Linked DNA regions of Macaca mulatta: all the other regions are linked to region 1. A link is a contact called in public Hi-C data. All regions are on one chromosome and are shown on one strand. Each heading gives the region's core, a stretch centred on a gene start, on an enhancer-like site or on the middle of the called end of the contact. The rest is flanking DNA. Distances are from core to core; before and after follow the strand shown.

The links. A called contact is a pair of places that touch in the nucleus more often than the background predicts.
Region 2: a Hi-C map of fetal cortex germinal zone shows a contact between it and region 1, with 4 times the contacts expected there. The contact joins the promoter of CXXC1 here to the promoter of RPL17 in region 1. A contact is called at or near these places in 2 of 14 Hi-C or Micro-C datasets (fetal cortex germinal zone and liver).
Region 3: a Hi-C map of CD4 T cells shows a contact between it and region 1, with 7 times the contacts expected there. The contact joins the promoter of CFAP53 here to the promoter of RPL17 in region 1. A contact is called at or near these places in 2 of 14 Hi-C or Micro-C datasets (CD4 T cells and fetal cortex germinal zone).

The regions. Positions count from the first base shown.
Region 1 is chr18:42,843,128-42,846,581 of T2T-MMU8v2.0, reverse strand. It overlaps RPL17 (ribosomal protein L17), which reads right to left and starts at 1,582. Exons shown (of 6, transcript NM_001193562.1): 1 at 1,530-1,582; 2 at 1,401-1,441; 3 at 504-638; 4 at 161-259. The coding sequence starts at 1,569. LOC114673888 (small nucleolar RNA SNORD58) reads right to left here and starts at 1,737; the gene lies at 1,672-1,737. LOC114673886 (small nucleolar RNA SNORD58) reads right to left here and starts at 1,346; the gene lies at 1,282-1,346.
Region 2 is chr18:42,016,252-42,019,705 of T2T-MMU8v2.0, reverse strand. It overlaps CXXC1 (CXXC finger protein 1), which reads right to left and starts at 1,765. Exons shown (of 15, transcript NM_001266065.1): 1 at 1,592-1,765; 2 at 772-890; 3 at 571-671; 4 at 50-285. The coding sequence starts at 1,594.
Region 3 is chr18:42,037,326-42,040,779 of T2T-MMU8v2.0, reverse strand. CFAP53 (cilia and flagella associated protein 53) reads right to left here and starts at 1,594. Exons shown (of 9, transcript XM_015121974.3): 1 at 1,224-1,594. The coding sequence starts at 1,580.

The DNA.
Region 1 (3,454 bases), core at 333-2,832:
ACAGAATTCTGCCATAAAGGGACTCAAAAAAAAAAAAAAAAGGAAATAATTTAGTTCCGTGGAAACTGGAGGTAAAAATTTTAAAATCAAGGACATAGATCTGAAGAGCCAACATTAATTAAACCACCCAAGTTGCACAGGATATTAATGGTTTGGGTACCTTAAGTTCAGCATTACTCTCTGCATTTTTAAGCATGTGCAGCAAAAATTCAGCACTCTTCTTGGGCCACCGACCCTGTGTCCAGCCCCACTGCTTGGCCTGAAAGAAAATGGAGATTAGTCATTTTCCTTGATTTAAATTAACATTACAGCCAAGATGAATCTATTTGATCCGACATCATGGCTTCTCAGAACATGGTTTATTTCACCATCAATCCAAGGTGTCCTCTGTCATTACAGCAACCAGAAATAGGTTTATCGGCAGAGATCTTAGGCATTCTTATCCTATCCCATCACTTTTCCATTAAATTTTGTCTCTTCAAATGGCAACTAAGAATTCTCACCTGGGCACACCTGCCAACTCCACCATTGTAACGTCGGAATGGTACGCACTGTTTCTGTAAAGTGACATCTTTCAGATACTTCGTGGCTTTTCGAATATGCATACCCTTGATGGCCTGGGCAGTTTCACGAGTGTTCTAAGAGTGAAGAATAAAGTGTTGGTTAACTAGATCAAAGCATTGTTTACTTTTTAAAGTAAATGTGAAATTTTTGGCTTTTCAAAATGTCAAGTTATTTCTATTCTTTGGGGGCAAGGCAATTAAAAAAAACTTGTGACTAGGCCAGGCATGGTGGCTCACACCTGTAATCCCAGCACTTTGGGAGGCTGAGGTGGGTGAAGTCAGGAGTTCAAGACCAGCCTGACCAATATGGTGAAACGCTGTCTCTACTAAAAATACAAAAATTAGCCAGGCGTGGTGGTGCATGCTTGTAATCCTAGCTACTCAGGAGGCTAAGGAAGAATTGCATGAACCCAGGAGATGCAAGATGCAGTGAGCCGAGATCGTACCACTGTACTCCAACCTGGGTAACAAAGCAAGACTCCATCTCAGAAACAAAAAACAAACTAACAAAAAAAGCCCTTGTGACTAAAACCCAGGGAAACTTCGTTGAAGCTAGACAAAACCCCCAAACTCCATTTATTCCATCATCATGTAGTACCATTAACATTTCCCATCGTGGTCTGCACCCTAGGTTTTCAAATGTCTTTCTGGTACTTTTACTCAATTTCACAAACCCTACATCCTTACACCCCGATGATCAATGCCTAAATATAAGGTGGCCGCTCAGAATTTATTAATTTTCACGGTAAATCCAAAGGTGTCCTAAGAAAGTCATCACCGCAGCTACCTTTTTTGAGTGTAACATGAACTGTTGGATCACAACTATGAATCGCATACCTTAAAGTGAACACGAAGATTGGAACCTCTTGATTTGCATGCTAGAAAATAAAAAACGTTTTGGTTAAGTTTTGGCATCTTATGCCAACCCCCAAGGAGGAAATAGGTATCTATCTCCTGTCCACTTACATTTCGTGGGGTTCTCCGGGTCAAGTGAATAGCGAACCATTTTCACAGATTACCTGGAGGAAAGTACAGTGTAATTGTGTCAATAGGTACTTACAGTAACTCGGTATACGAGTTATTAGACAAGTATTAGACGATTCGAACAGCTGCTCAGAGAGTAGTTGTTTTCATGATTAATCCAAAGGTGTCCTAAGAAATGCCATCATCGCAGCCATCCTTTCCTCCACCCAGGGCTTTCTTCCCTTTTATCTGCCAGTAACTACAGCACTGCTTCCACAAAAGTAGCCACACGGACCTCACCAATCCAGTCTACCCTTTGGAAGAAAATACAGCCTGTTTCAATCCAATGCTGGATCTTCCAGGCGTAAAATGACTCGACGCATCCGCATGGCACAACTCAACTACAACCCTCTACCTCCTCCCTCCCGCTCTACAGAAACCCCTTTGCTGTCAGGGCTGCAGGTCTCTCCCAACACCTTCGGGCTATGACCCACGTTAAGAACCCTCCGGTACGCAGCACTCTTGTAGAAATGTGTAAAGCCTCCACCCGACTTTATTTCCCCCAAAACTTTTCCTCGTTGCGGCCACAAATGTGACGCGTATTCGGCCATCACTCACCACTGGACACTGGATCTCCGGAGTCCGCACGCACCACAGGCGGCTCCACCAGTGAAGGAGCCCGGTCGTCCCATTCCCGCCCATCACGTCCCTCTGCGGACTTCAAAGACCGACCGGCCCCGGATCCCAAAGTTGGGCCCTCCGCCACGTCCCCCCGCATAAGAAACCACCGCCTCCAGCGAGGATTTAGTAGCTCTGGGAGTTCTCCTCCCGGGGACCTGGAGGCCGACGCCCCAGAGGCCAGGATGGCGGCGATGGCAGGAGGATTCAGCCCCGGGAACACCACAAGACACTCACTCACCTCAGGCCGCTTAGGGAAAGAGGAAGAGCGGTGGCTTCTGGGAGAACTCATGAGAACTTGACTTCTCGCGAGATTCGTAGCTGATGAAACGAGATCCGAGGAGGGAGGAGAGCGGAGGCGGAAGGGAGTGTGGAATATGTTTTTAAAACGTGTGAAAACGAATTGCCTCCTTAGGGACTGTCTCAAAGTTCTCTTTTTTTTATACAGAAATAAAAATTTCAGGCTTTAAATGTCAGTCAATTAAAAACAGGGTTGTAGTTCTAGGACATCTACGTATTATTAGATATGAAAGAAACATTTTATTTATTCGTCGGCATTAGTTAGGTTTGATTATGTGGCCCTGTACCCCTGAAAGTGGTTTGTAAATGGTCAATTAAAAAGATGAAAGGATGAGACGTAATTATGGTAATCAGGAAATTCTCAGGATGGGAATGTCATCCAATCAATTTTGTTATAACCTGTGTGAAAAATGCACTAACTGAAGGGTTTGGTTCAATGTCCTCATTGTTTCCCACTGCTTCTAGATCTTCATCTGGAGGAGAAAACCTGTTGGCATTTTCTTCCCTTTTTTCCTTCCCCAGGTCACCTCTCTGGTTATTCCCTCATAGTCAGTGAAGCACTTAGCTTTTGTTAGGTCTTCTATTTCATGGCACCACCACTCTAGGCAGTTCAAACTCCAGGAGAGTAGATTCCAGGCTAGGCTCACCTGCTTCCTTGACCTCAATGTCAGAGACCTCAGCCCCAAGTCTCTCCCCTCCACTCCACTTCCATTGCTGATGCTGGATTCCCTGATGTTTCCTAGGTAATTCCCTCCCCTCACATGAGCTTTCAACTGCATGCTAACTCCCGGATAATACCCCCGCCCCACATCTTTCTCCTGAGCTAGACCCTGACAGAGAACTACTCCCTGGACATCCTTTCTGGGAGGTCCCTAAAGACCTGAGGTTATTTGAAACCTAACATGCCCTTAAACAGAACTCTTTATCTTCCCCCCATCCCCCAGCCGGGT
Region 2 (3,454 bases), core at 516-3,015, 830 kb after region 1:
CTGAAACGGAACCACTTTACACATCTACTCACTTTATGCAGCCACTCACCTGGCTGGGTGTGGCCACCAAGGGCTGCGGCGAGGATTTGTGGGGCGAAGCAGAGCCCCGAGCAAGCATGGCCCCAACCCCTGTCCCTGACCCTGCCCGGCGCTGCAGGTCTGGATCGGGGACAGGCCTCTTGCGCCCTCCACCCTCATCCCGGGGCTCACTGCCGTCCCGCTCATTGCCATCCCGCTCCCGTGACTTCTTGTGCCGATAGCGAATCTCTAGTTTGGGGTCTTTCTCTGTGGGGCAGAGAGTAGGGCCAAAGTGAGTGAGCACTGGAGGGCCTGAACGGTCCCAAAACCTCTTTCTTCCTCTTCTCTCCCTTACTATCCCACCCACCTACTCTGCACCCCTGTCCAGGGCAGAGCTGCCTCTTCCCGTGGAATCTTCTATTACCACTCACAATGGAGACCCCATTCCAGCTCACCACAGACGTGTATCACTACTCCCCATGACCCCCCATTATGGCTCCTCCTCCTCCCTTGAAGCCCCACCTGCCTTCCCTGTCCATCCATGGCCCTCACCTCTGCACTCCCGGCAGTACCACTCCCGGATGGCCTTGGCCATCTTCTCAGTGATCCGGATGCAGTCCCCATGGAACCACTCATTGCAGTTGTCACACCCGCTGCGGAGGATGGGGCAGGCGGTGGAGATGTGAGGGGCGCGGCCCATCGGCCTCACCCCACCCTGCTAGTGTCTGCCCCGCCCACCTCTCCCGGGCTCACATCATGAAGCAGTTGATGTCCGGTTTGCGACAGATGCAGTAGATGGGCGCATTCTCTCCATTCTCCGACTTGCTGTCCTCCCCAGCATCTGGAGGTTCTGGGTCTGAACCATCTCCCTCCTGCGGGATACCCCCATTACGGATCCTTAAACAGCCCCCACCGTGGCGGCTTATCCCATTACAGCTCCACCATGGTCAGCAGGGATCCCCACTCTGCCTGCAGATTTCACATCGGGGCCCCCCAAAAACCTCTCCATCACAGTCCCCACTGACCTCCATCCCTTCCCCTGACATCCTATTACTTTGCTCCATACTTCCCATCACGCACCCACCGACACCCGCTCCCTGCGTCCACACTCGCTAATGGGCCATCGCGATCCTTCATCGTGGCGCCCTCACAGACCCCGCGTAATTCACTGCGGACTTCCCATCGCGGTCTCTACGCACCCCTCCCTGTTTACCTCATAGACCCACCTGGCACCCGCACCCACCCCCAGTCGCGGCTGTCCACGGATCCCCGGACACGAACTCCTCGTCACGGCTCACTACAGACCACCCAGTGTGACTCCTCACAATCCCCGATCACGGTTTCCCACGGAACTGCCACCCGGAGTCCCCACTAAACTTCTATTAAGGACTCCCCCACCGTGGCTCACCATAGAACTCCCAGATGGTTCATCATTCTGCCCACAGACTCCCGCCGTTCAGTCCACAGACTCCGGTTACGGCTCACCACAGACCCCTGAGTCGGCCGACAGACCCCACTGTTGCCAACCCCACCAACCTCCACCGCCGAACCCCTCCCTGAACCCGGTACTCACCATATCTCCGCTCCCGGCGCACTCCCTCGCGACCCCCGCCAGCAACCCGCGAACCTGCACAGACCACTCGGCGGCGTCCCAGGCGGTTGCAAAGGCGCCCACAACTACTTCCGCTTCTGGTCACGCCTCCCAGGCAGCGTACTCCTATTGCGCAAGCCCCGTGCGTCGTCTCCGCCGCAAACCAGTAGGTCGCTCGCCTAGAGCCCCCGAAGAACCCTCAGGCGCCGCCATCTTGATTATCGTATCCGTATGGTGGCCGAATCCACACGTTCGCCGGGAACATGGCAGCGCTCAATTGTGGCTTTCCCGAGGGCGTCGCCACCTTGTCAGTAGAGTCCGTACGGCGGCTGCTAGTACGGCCTGGACGTACAGGCAACATGGCTGCACCTACTGCGTGACTTCCTCATAGATGCCGTCATCTTGGAATCTGATTCCGTACGAGGGTCGAATTCGTACGTTCCTTGGCGACACATGGCGGCGACCTATTTGCGGATTCCTCAAGGGCGCCGCCATCTTGGTGGTTGATACCGTATATTGGCAGCTTGTCAGGCAGAGAGGTTCACAGGTAAAGCGGCCGCTCCCGAAACGCTACCTGGATCAAGTTGTATTCATTCCTCCATTCTGTCTCTTTCCCCTTCCACATGTATTGATGGGGTGTCGGCAGGCTGTGTGCCTTGCGGGGCGGAGGAAACCAGTTCCTCTGTCGTCTCCGACTTCACCTGCCACCACTCTTTCCGGCTCTCACTCCTCCCACTTGTCATTCTTCTGCCAGGCCTGGCACGGTTCGGCTTCTATTTATTTTATTTTTATTTAAAAACAATTGTTAAACTAATATCAAATCTTATTTTAGTTATATAAGCTGCACAATAAGCCTAAGCACAGTTTACATTGATTTATTGTTTAGCATTTAGAACATTTTCAAATATTATTCTAAATAAAGTTGCAACGAACATTCTTAAACATAGATCTGTATGCTCATACCTGATTATCTCTTGTGAAATGTGATATACAAAACGGTGTCACTCTGGTTAACAGCTGTAAAATGGAGCCTGGAAGCCATTCTTTCTAATTTTTATTTATTTATTTACTCATTTTTTGAGACGGAGTTTCGCTTTTGTTGCCCAGGCTGGAGTGCAATGGCGCGATCTCGGCTCACTACAACCTCTGCCTCCCGGATTCAACCTATTATCCTGCCTCAGCCTTCCGAGTAGCTGGGATTACAGGCTTGCGCTACCACGCCCGGCTAATTTTTTGTATTTTTAGTAAAGACGGGCTTTCACCGTGTTGGCCAGGATGGTCTGGATCTCCCGACTTAAGGTGATTCGCCAGCCTTGGCCCTCCAAAGTGCTGGGATTACAGGCGTGAACCACCGCGCCCGCTCCGCCTGGAAGCCATTCTAAGGACTCCTCGCAAACTTGCAAAAAGGAAAACAAACAAACCAAAACTAAAACACAATAGGAACTTGCCTGGAACCCTTGAATTGGTCAAAACTGCAATGACCACACCGTCCTGGAAACCAGCTATATTTCACCAGCGCTTCATCTCCTGAACAACAACCAATGAACTATGGACTGGTGCTGGCCAGCCGCCTCCACCAATAATAATTTCTTTAAAATAACTTGTGTAATCCTTAGCTTCCTTTCTATTTTTCTTAAAAAGTCCTACTCCCCTTCCTCTTTTTTGGAGTACAATTTGACTTCGAGCTGAATCTGTGTCTCCTGAATTGCAGTTCCTAATGCCCCAATAAACTCCTGCGTTGCAGCTTGGTCTCTTGCCTCTTCTTAGTTGATACTCCTTAAAGATAGAATTACTTTGTAATTAGCTCTAAATATTGTTCGACATGTTCAAATTTATAGGTGGTCA
Region 3 (3,454 bases), core at 345-2,844, 810 kb after region 1:
TGTTAACCTTTAGTGGTTTCATTATACATAATTTTTTTTGCAATTGGATTACAAGTTGAGCACCCCTAATTTGAAAATAAGAAATCTGAAATGCTCCAAAATCTGAAGCTTTTTGAGCACCCACATGATGGCATAAGTGGAAAATTTCACACCTGACCTCATGTAAGGGGTCACAGTCAAAACGACACATATTTATTCAGCATCCCCAAGGGGAAAATAAAATTACCTTCGAGGTAATGAAATATAGATAAATTCAGTGTTTAGACTTGGGTCTCCTCCCCAAGATATTACATTATGTATATGCAAGTTTTCCAAAATCCAAAAGAAATCTGAAATTCTAGACATCTCTGGTTCCAAGCATTTCAGATAAGGGATACTTAACCTGTATAAGCTCCTTGAAGGGAGGGCTCAGGCTTCAGTAAAGGATTAACCTTCCAGGATCATTGTATTCACCCCTGTATCTCCCACAATACTGCATACACAGCAGGGGCTCAAGCAATAATTCTGCCTACATGGCAGTTTTCTGGCGGGTAGAAACTAGTTTGTAGAAATGAAGGAATCTACATGTATGGACCAATAGTGTCTGAGGTTCTCAGCAGGAACTATCAAATTCTGCAGTAAGCATATTTCCCTGCCCTACTACCACCATTCCAGCCTTAGAGGCAGGCACCTGTGTTTTTCCCAGGTCTGAAGGGACACTTCAGTCCAGCAATGGTTACTGGTTGAGTTCGCACAGGAAAGGCGTTGGGTGCTATAACCACTCACAACCTAATTCCCCTTCCCCAGACGATTTTCCTAGGAGTGAAAGACCAGCTCCAAATCATAGGCCAGCCCTGCCCCCAGATCTGTCTCTGGGCTGGGTGCTCTTTCCATAACACACACTCGCCACTGCATGGGGTACAGACATCCTTCCGGTGTCTTGGAGACTGAAAAACCCTAAGATCCCTAGTGGTGATTCTCCAAAAACAGAACCTAAATACTATAACTTTGGGGGCAGATGAAAGGCTGTAAGGATGAAAATAGAGGGGGATGAGTGGGTGAAAGGTGGGGTAAATAGGTGAGTGACCTTATCTTCCTTCTTTCAAAATTCAACCCACTACATTAGGCGGCACCCGTTCCCCTTGAGAAGGCCCCGGGTGGGGGGCCGAAATGGGATCGGCCAGGCCTGGAGAGTGCAGAGATGGAGAAAGCTGAAGGGTCCGGCAGACACATCCTGTGCTTACCATGATCACCACTTTGGGGGTAGGGCCCTTAACCTCCCGCTGGACGATGCCAAACCGCTGGCTGTACATTTTCGAGTCCCCTTCGGGATGGGGGCGGCGTCCGCCGCGTTTCCCCCAACCGTGGCGACCTGCGGGACCGCTTCCGCGACGCAGAAGTATCGTTGCCATGGTGCGCCTCGCGGGGTTAGGGGCAGGTAGAGGTGGGCGGGTACGACGGAAGTCCGTCTGGTCACCATGGGGGCCGCAGACGCCTGCACTCGCGACTTCCTCTTCCAGCCGAGAAGCTGAGCCTGCGCGGTCCTCACCCCGCCCCTCGGCCAAACCGCACCGACTTTGCTCCCTTCCTCTAGGGTTCATCAGAATGGCAGAAAAATCCTCTAGCCCAAGAAAAATCGAAGCTCTAATTACAATTCCAGTTGACTTTGCTATTTATATCCTGTAATGGTCTAAAGGTACGAGAAAGGTTAGCGAACATTTTTTGGGAAGCTTAAATTTTGCACTATCTCTAGGTTAATCTTGATAACGGTGATAATCACAGGAAAACCTTGTATTTGTGTAGTTCTTTACAATTTCCAAGATATTTTCACACACACAACCTTTGAACCTCACAGACTTTTTTTGAGCCAAGGTCTCGCTCTGTCACCCAGGCTGGAGTGCAGTGGCGTGATCAGGGCTCCCTGCAACCTCGTCCTCCTGGGCCTCGGCCTCCAGAGTAGCTGGGACTACAAAGCCTGCGCCACCACGCCCTGCTAATTTAAAAACAAATTTTGAAGAGATAGGGGGTCCCGCTATGTTGCTCAGGCTGGAACTCCTGCTCCTGGGTTCAAGCGATCCTACCCCCTGCCCCTCCCGTTGGCCTCCCAAAGTGGAATTACAGGCTGCGCTACCGCGCATGGCCACAAATATCTTATACGGTTGATAGAACAGGAAGCATTACTATCCTTATTTTCCAGCTAAGGCAAAGCTCAGGGAGCCTAAGTGCCTTGTCAAACCAAATAACCAGTAATAATAATAATAATAATAATAATAAAGGCTGTTAATAATAAAATCTTCCTGTTTGCCATCGGCAGAAACCAGGGCTTAGACTCAGGATATCCTAGGATGGGGACAGATCAGATGGACTAGTGGGGCAGTGGCACGACCTGGTGGGGCATAATTAAGAGTCTGAGGGTCACAGTGGAAGGATCAGGATGTGGATCAGAAGTCCAGTAACTGGTTTCTGAGAATCAGGATCCAGGCAGAACAGGAAACACAAATCAGGGAACCAGGACGGACCTGCAGCACAGGTAGTAACCACAGTTGCATTTCCAGTCAAGAGTAAGGTGGTGATACCTAAAAGCCAATTAAGAATGACACTCTGGTACTCCAAAAGTGGGGGTGAGCATAGAACACTTGAGCACATGCAACAAATCAGTACCTACGTCAAACTGACGTATAATAAGTACAACTAATGTGTATACCCTCCTTAAGGACACAATTTACTGCAAATTAGCATTCCTTAATCATATGCAAACCACCCACTTCGGCTTTTGTATATGGTACGTTTCTAAATATGAATTCCATTTCCTGAATTGCTGGTTCAGTTTTTCAGCCATGAAATGTCTTTCTTCTCTTTTAATCATCTTTTAATAATTCTGTCATTTTGTGTTCAATTGCAGTTCAGTAAAACACTCATTTGCATTTACTAAGAGTTTACGTGGCCTGGAACAGAAAAAGAAACAAATTAGGTGGTCGTCTCGGTTTCCTGGAGTGTCCAGAGGGGCGGTTCTTTGATCTTCGAGTTCAACGGGCCCCGGGACCGCCCATTGGTCTGGGAGGAACCTCCCCCACCACACCTCCGGGAAGGCGGCAACGAAAACGCGTTGGGCCCGGAGCAGGGCTTGGGAAAATCGGCGGCGATTCGGGGCCGCCCGCTGGGGATTCCCAAGGTTGTGCAGCCCAAAGGGCCTGGTCACAATTTCTGAGGCGATGGGGTAAACCGACCCTTGGCGACACCCGGCTGCACTCGAACGTCCTAGGTCGTCGAGCCCCGCCCTCACCCTGGACGTGCTCCGAAATTTAACCCTGGGTCGGTTTTGCCTGTTTTACCGCTATTTGAAGAGGGGCACTCAGCTTCCCTCTGGCCCTAGCCCAGGTACTGGGGTTTGCGCCGGACGGATGCCACGCCCCAGGGCGGCCAGGCCACTGGTGATGGGTGACGGGCGGTGCCTCCAGGGTCCCAGTGGTTCCCC